2 separate regions of the Rattus norvegicus genome follow, and region 2 is linked to region 1. Evidence: chromatin contacts called from public HiChIP or PLAC-seq data. All regions are on one chromosome and are shown on one strand. Each heading gives the region's core, a stretch centred on a gene start, on an enhancer-like site or on the middle of the called end of the contact. The rest is flanking DNA. Distances are from core to core; before and after follow the strand shown. Region 1 has its middle 120 kb from the start of Qki. Region 2 has its middle 240 kb from the start of Pabpc6.

What was found. HiChIP or PLAC-seq counts read pairs in DNA pulled down with a chosen protein or histone mark.
Region 2: an H3K27ac HiChIP or PLAC-seq map of oligodendrocytes shows a contact between it and region 1, with 5 times the contacts expected there. The contact joins two enhancer-like sites. A contact is called at or near these places in 2 of 12 Hi-C or Micro-C datasets (Schwann cells and frontal cortex) and 1 of 1 datasets of contacts at active chromatin or transcription factors (oligodendrocytes).

The regions. Positions count from the first base shown.
Region 1 is chr1:53,058,885-53,061,663 of GRCr8, forward strand. No RefSeq gene overlaps it. Among named protein-coding and RNA genes, the nearest start is that of Qki, 120 kb to the left of the region's middle. Within about 2 kb of position 1,452, at least 1 of the 93 cell types and tissues checked has an H3K27ac peak or open chromatin away from gene starts, as enhancers often do.
Region 2 is chr1:53,349,822-53,352,953 of GRCr8, forward strand. No RefSeq gene overlaps it. Among named protein-coding and RNA genes, the nearest start is that of Pabpc6, 240 kb to the right of the region's middle. Within about 2 kb of position 1,405, at least 42 of the 93 cell types and tissues checked have an H3K27ac peak or open chromatin away from gene starts, as enhancers often do.

The DNA.
Region 1 (2,779 bases), core at 202-2,701:
GCAGATTACCTGAAGGAATCCCATCTGCAAAGTCCATTTGGTGCTGTAAGGTAGCAGTCGGGAATCTAGGGTTAAGGTGTGAGCACTGCTGAATGGTGATGTCATTCTGTCTCCACTGGTGAGACAAAGAAGCATGAATGAGTGAAGAATGGTTAAAAAAAAATAGTGTTTGTATATTGTGTGAAATAGCACGTGTGTATGCACAGAAACAATTTCAAAGGAGAAACTTTTAATAGAATGATTGGAGGCAGAGGGAAATGGAAACATACTGAGGCAAATAGTAAGCTAGTTAGCTTCTCACAGCACACAGGAAGCAGTATTAATAAGGACCTATTCTGTAACTGCATGTGTTTTCTTCCAGTTTGAATCTTAGTCCCCTTGATATGAACAGCAGGTAGTAAGCACGTGGATGGGGATTCATTTCCTGTGAGTCCTCAATAGCGCCGCCTCCATGGAGCAGCGCCTGTGACCCGCTCTGGCTCTGCTAAGTGAGGTTTAGAATCTTCCCTCTTGAACTGATACACAGGGTCCCTCTGATCGCCAAGCCTGACTTCTGTCTGTTGTCAGGTAAAGAAAAGAGTCTTGTCCAATCCAGAGGTCCTTTAGAGATGAAACTGAGAAAGCTCGGCACACCAAACAATTCCAAGAGGGCCCTTGGGGTGGAGGGCTCTGCAGTTGGACTCTGGATGTATTTTTATGCTCTTTCCTTGAGATTCAGACTTAGAAACCAGGAGCCAGGTTACAATATGAGAAGTTTTTCTTTATTTTTAATTTATAAACATTTTAAAGAATGGCACATTTTTGGGCAGGAGAGATGGCTCAGAGGTTAAGAGCACTGTCGACTCTTCCAGAGGTCCTGAGTTCAATTCCCAGCAACCACATGGTGGCTCACAACCATCTGTAATGAGACAAAACACTGTACATCATCATCGTCTTCTTCTTCATCTCCACCTTCATCAATTAATAATAATAATAATAATAATAATAATAATAATAATAAAGAATGGCAATTTTTTCTTCTCACACCTGAGGAGAAAGTATTGATGCCTTTTGAGGAGTAGATTTGAAAAGGATTGGTTGCTTTCATGGGGACAGGGGTTAAGATGTTGGTGTTATGCAGTAAGGTCATGAACCCTTTAACAGACCATGGCTTGCCCACTCCCAACAATCAACAACTCGTGCCTGCCCTTGAGGATCAGCACCCTTAGAACAGGAGGACAACATGGCACAGTCTCACTGCTATCCCCTGCTTCCCAAAGGTCTCACAAACTCTGAAAGCCGAGCCGCCAACCGGGAACCAATTCATATTCAAGCCACTCCATGTCACTTAGTTTCTAATTTGGTCCTCAAAATGGCATTATTAATCAAGGCACACTGGCGTGCTTCTGGAGTTGGTGTGATACTCTTCGTGTCTGCGTGGTGGCTCTCCATGAAAGTTTGGCTGCTGCTTATGAGTGTCTGTAGAATGGTTGCCCCATTTCTCTCACCCTGGGGAAGAAACTGAATAGCACCACTCTGTAGCATGAAATAGAGCTCTCTAAGTGAGATCCAGATGACAGGCGGATCGGTGTCTTCCTAGGTAACAGGTCCGTGCTTTGTTCCTGGAAGGGCAGGCTTTCCTGTTGCTACCCTTCTTTCTTTAGTATCAGAAGTTCAGTTTTTGTCATGGATGAGAACTAACAGGGCCACAGAGATTTAAGGATCTCTCATGTTTTATTCACAGTTCCCAACCATCATTCCGTTGTTGTTGTTTTCTGTTTGACCTTTGTTCTAGTTTCATTCTGTGCTGATGAAACACCCTGACCAAAAACAATGTGAGGAGAATCTTACTTTCCAATTGCTGTGATAAAACACCATGACCAAAGCAATTTTATAAAAGACATCATTTAATTTGGCCTTATGTGGAGTACAGCTTCTCACTGTGCCAGCTTCCTGCAGGGCCCCCAGCCTCTACTCTTCTTGGGGTTTTCTCAGTAGCAATTTTGGCTTTATCCTGGCCCGTTCTTTCCCCGTCAGCCTCCTCATTTTCTGTCTGGCTCTGATATGGCTGTGAGCATGTGATTAACACAGAGCATGCCTGTTCAGCATTTGATTCTCAGGTTATAGCGAAATGGAAGGGTAGTGCTCTTAGGTGGAATCAGGTGCTCACAGTTGGTTCCCTCATCATGCCTTGGAGAGAAGGGGAACATGTATTGTGAACAATGCTTTCCAGTCTTAATGAGGAGGAGGCATGGGTATGACCAGTGACATCAAGCATGTAGCTAGTAGGGTATGATCATCAGATTCAATGACAATATCAACCTTTAAGCCATAGAGCCATAGGCCTTCTAAGACCTGTTATCAAGTCCACAGGCTAAGAAGTTGCCAATTCTTCCCAGTCTCCAACAACACAGTGCGCTCCAGGGCAGGACGTGCCTCTGAGTGAAGGAAGCCAAGCATCTCTCAGGCTTCCATCACTTGCCCAGATGACTGTTGCCTTCCAACATTCTGTTGGCACCCAAGTCTTCAAAGTTGAAGAACTTCATTGAAGTAGAGTTCTAGCTGCCTTCTGAGCATCATCTGGGGCCAGTAAGATGCATACTTGGTGATGAGACCACTGTAGCAACAGCTCAGAGAGGAGAGAGAGAGAGGGAGAGAGAGAGAGAGAGGGAGGGAGAGGGGGGGAGAGAGAGAGGAAGAGAGAGAGAGAGAGAGAGAGAGGAAGAGAGAAAGAGAGAGAGAGGGAGAAAGAGAGAGAGAGACAGAGAGAGAGGGAGAGAGAGAGAGGAGAGAGAGAGGG
Region 2 (3,132 bases), core at 155-2,654, 290 kb after region 1:
GGCCTCTGGGAGGCCCCAGGCAAGCCCCAGCTGCTCTACTGTGTAGCTGTGTGGCTTTGAGCAAATCATTAGTGTCTCTGAGCCTCTGTCTTTTTCAGTGTAAAACCAGCCTGGCACATGCTGTCCTCATATGTTGTATGATGGGACAATGAGTTTGAGCTGTCCATCCTGGGACCGGAAGCAAAAGACAGTGCTCTCCTCTTCCTATCTGAATTGAACAGGGTTAGATGCATAATTTGCTTTCTGTGAATAAAGGCTATTAGCACTCAACTGTTCCTAGCAATGCTTAAACAAAATATTGAAAGTTAAAGATCCTTTCCCAGGGGTTAGACAGGGTGACTCAGCGGTTAAGAGCACAGCTGCTGTTTCAGAGGACCTGGGTTCAACTCCCAGCAACCACATGGCAAGTCACAACTGCCTGTAACTTAGTTCCAGGGGATCTGACATCCCCACACAGACGTGCATACAGGCAAAACACCAATGAACATAAAATAAAATAAAATAATGCTTTTCCAAGAAATGGTGTTTCATCTCAAGTTTAAAACGTGTTTCTCTTTTTGACCTGAGAGATTACTGCATAAGCATAGCTGGTCCGCAGTTACAAGCCATAGTTTAAAACTATTTCATCAGTTTTCTTTGTAGCCTAAATGGTTTGGGTATCTCAGGAAATGCAAATAGACCGTATTTAATTTTATTTTTGAGAGAAGATCTTACTGTCCAGTATTTTTTTATTGATTGGAGAGGCTGGGAGCCAGTCCTACGGGAACTAATGTTGATTAATCTGTTCCGGGTAAAGGAGGAATCCAGTGTGTGCCTCATCTATGAAGCAAAACTGTGGGGATGTGGCAGTGGCTCAGTTGGGAACTGTCTGAATAGACCTGGAGAGTTCTCTTGTTCAGGACAGAAGCATCCTTTTGGAAGCCCTCTCTTCCGTTCTCAAAGCTGTTCTTTCTGGGCTCAGTAGGTCACTGCTGGCTGGTAGGAGATGTGGCTTTGGAGTGTACCCAGTTGGCAGTTGGCACCTTGTTGGGTCACTTGGCACTCACAGCAGCTGTCTTGCCGGGAAGGACGAGCTCTCCCCACACACATTTAACACATCAGAGCTTGGCTGGTCTAGAGGCAGAGGCTGGCTCTGCGGGGTCACAATGAGCCTGCTTGTTCATAGCTGGGTACAGTCTATCCAGTGACCTCTTATTCTTGATCCGCCATTCGGAGTTATTTTTAAATGTTTGCTTGTCTGTCTTCCAGGAAAGTACACAGTCTTCTACACTAGCACCCAGGAGGTGAGGAGTTAGGAACTTTTATGAGCCTCACCTCTATAGCATGGTTTACACATCAGCAGTTGGCTTCTTTGTTTATAAGCTCATTCATACAGTTAGAGAAAGCAGTAAGCATTCAGACCAGAAGCAAAGCCCTAATGCCTAATCTTTGCCTTAGAAGTGACTACATATATCAGGATTGGCTATATGTGTTAGGTCAGAGATATCTATCCTTTAGGTTCAACCATATGCCCAAGGGACAGCCAAGTGTGTTCAGATCAGCCATGTATATTAGGGGCAGGTACCGATCCGTGACCAGTTCTATACATTTAAACCCCATTTCCCAACTCTCTTTGTTATTTCTTCTCTAGCCAATGATCTATCTACTAAAACTTGAAAAGTAGCATTCTCTAGTGAAGGAACCGAAGCTCCTCCTACTTCCTCTCTATTGTTTGGAGCAGAACTACGTATACAGTTCATTCATTAAAAAAAAAGTTATGTATATAAGCCCATTTTGGAAATTCTTCAAACTGAAAGGCTCACTGTTCAACCACCCTGGGCATACAGTTAAGTACCAAGTTCTACACAATGTTCAAATTTATTCTTTTAAAGCCCCAGAAATGCTTTCAAATGAGACACCAACAAAGACAAAGGGGAAAGAAAGTTTTATAATAAGCCAGGGAAAACCATAAAAGGAAACTACAAAAGAAAAAAATTGGGTAAACAGCATGTTGAAAAGACAGAAACTCTTTCCAAAAAACAAAACAAAACCGAATTGACTCAACTGTTTGATGATGTGTCCTAAGAAAAAGAAAAGCAGCTCAAGAATTAACCAGACAAAAGGTCAATTTAGAAAGGAAACATTCAAAACAGAGTACAGCCCTGAGACCAGCCACCACCACCAAAACCCAGCAGGTGTTCATGCATGGTGCAAAACGGGGCTTCTGGGCTGAAGACAGTTCACTTGAATAGAGACCAAGCCAACTTCAAAGCTGTGGCTTCCTGTGACCCCAGTATGCCAAGGCCCTGGAAGTGTGATTATGACATTGGAGTGTGATATTGAAGGGCTTTAGTTACTTGTCTGATTTACTTGAAGTATATGAATATAGCTGAGGAGAGAGACAGAGACACAGAGAGACAGAGACAATGATAGAGACAGACAGAGAGACATAGAGAGAAGTAGACAGAGAGATAGACACACACCGAGGTGGGGGGAAGGGGGGAGAGAGAGAGAGAGAGAGAGAGAGAGAGCGAGCATTTTCTTTCTTTGCAAATACTGAACACACCAAGATGTGGTCTAATCTCATGAGGTTCTGAACTCCCAGGAGAGCCCAGAACCATGATTTCTCTGCTCCACTCAGAACCAGAGCTACTACCTCCAAGAGGTTCTAGCTCTTTCTAAGCAAGCCCAGTATGGCGTAGGCTGCTGAGACCTTTGTGGACCCTCTAGCATGAGCCCAGTTTCTAACACCACGATGAAGAGAGAGAGAAGACAATGCCACAAGGAAGCTGAATCGCAGGATGGAAATTCAGCGCCATGTTCTCTGCGTCCTCTGATGTCTGTGCATTTCCCTCCCATGCAGAGTCCCTGTCAACAATGGGGATTGGCTGAGCGCTGGGCAGGCTGAATCTCTCTTGATATTTATGGAGGGATTTCCTGCACCCGGAGGTTGTACTCCAGGTTTTTGACTTAGCAGAGTTTTAGTGATGAGTCTAAAAATGACTCTGTGGACCTATGAGTAGTTTTGCTTCTCACGTATGTTTGTTTACTCAGCCAACACTTCTTTTTTTTTTTTTTTTTTTTTTTTTGGAGCTGGGGACCGAACCCAGGGCCTTACGCTTGCTAGGCAAGAGCTCTACCACTGAGCTAAAT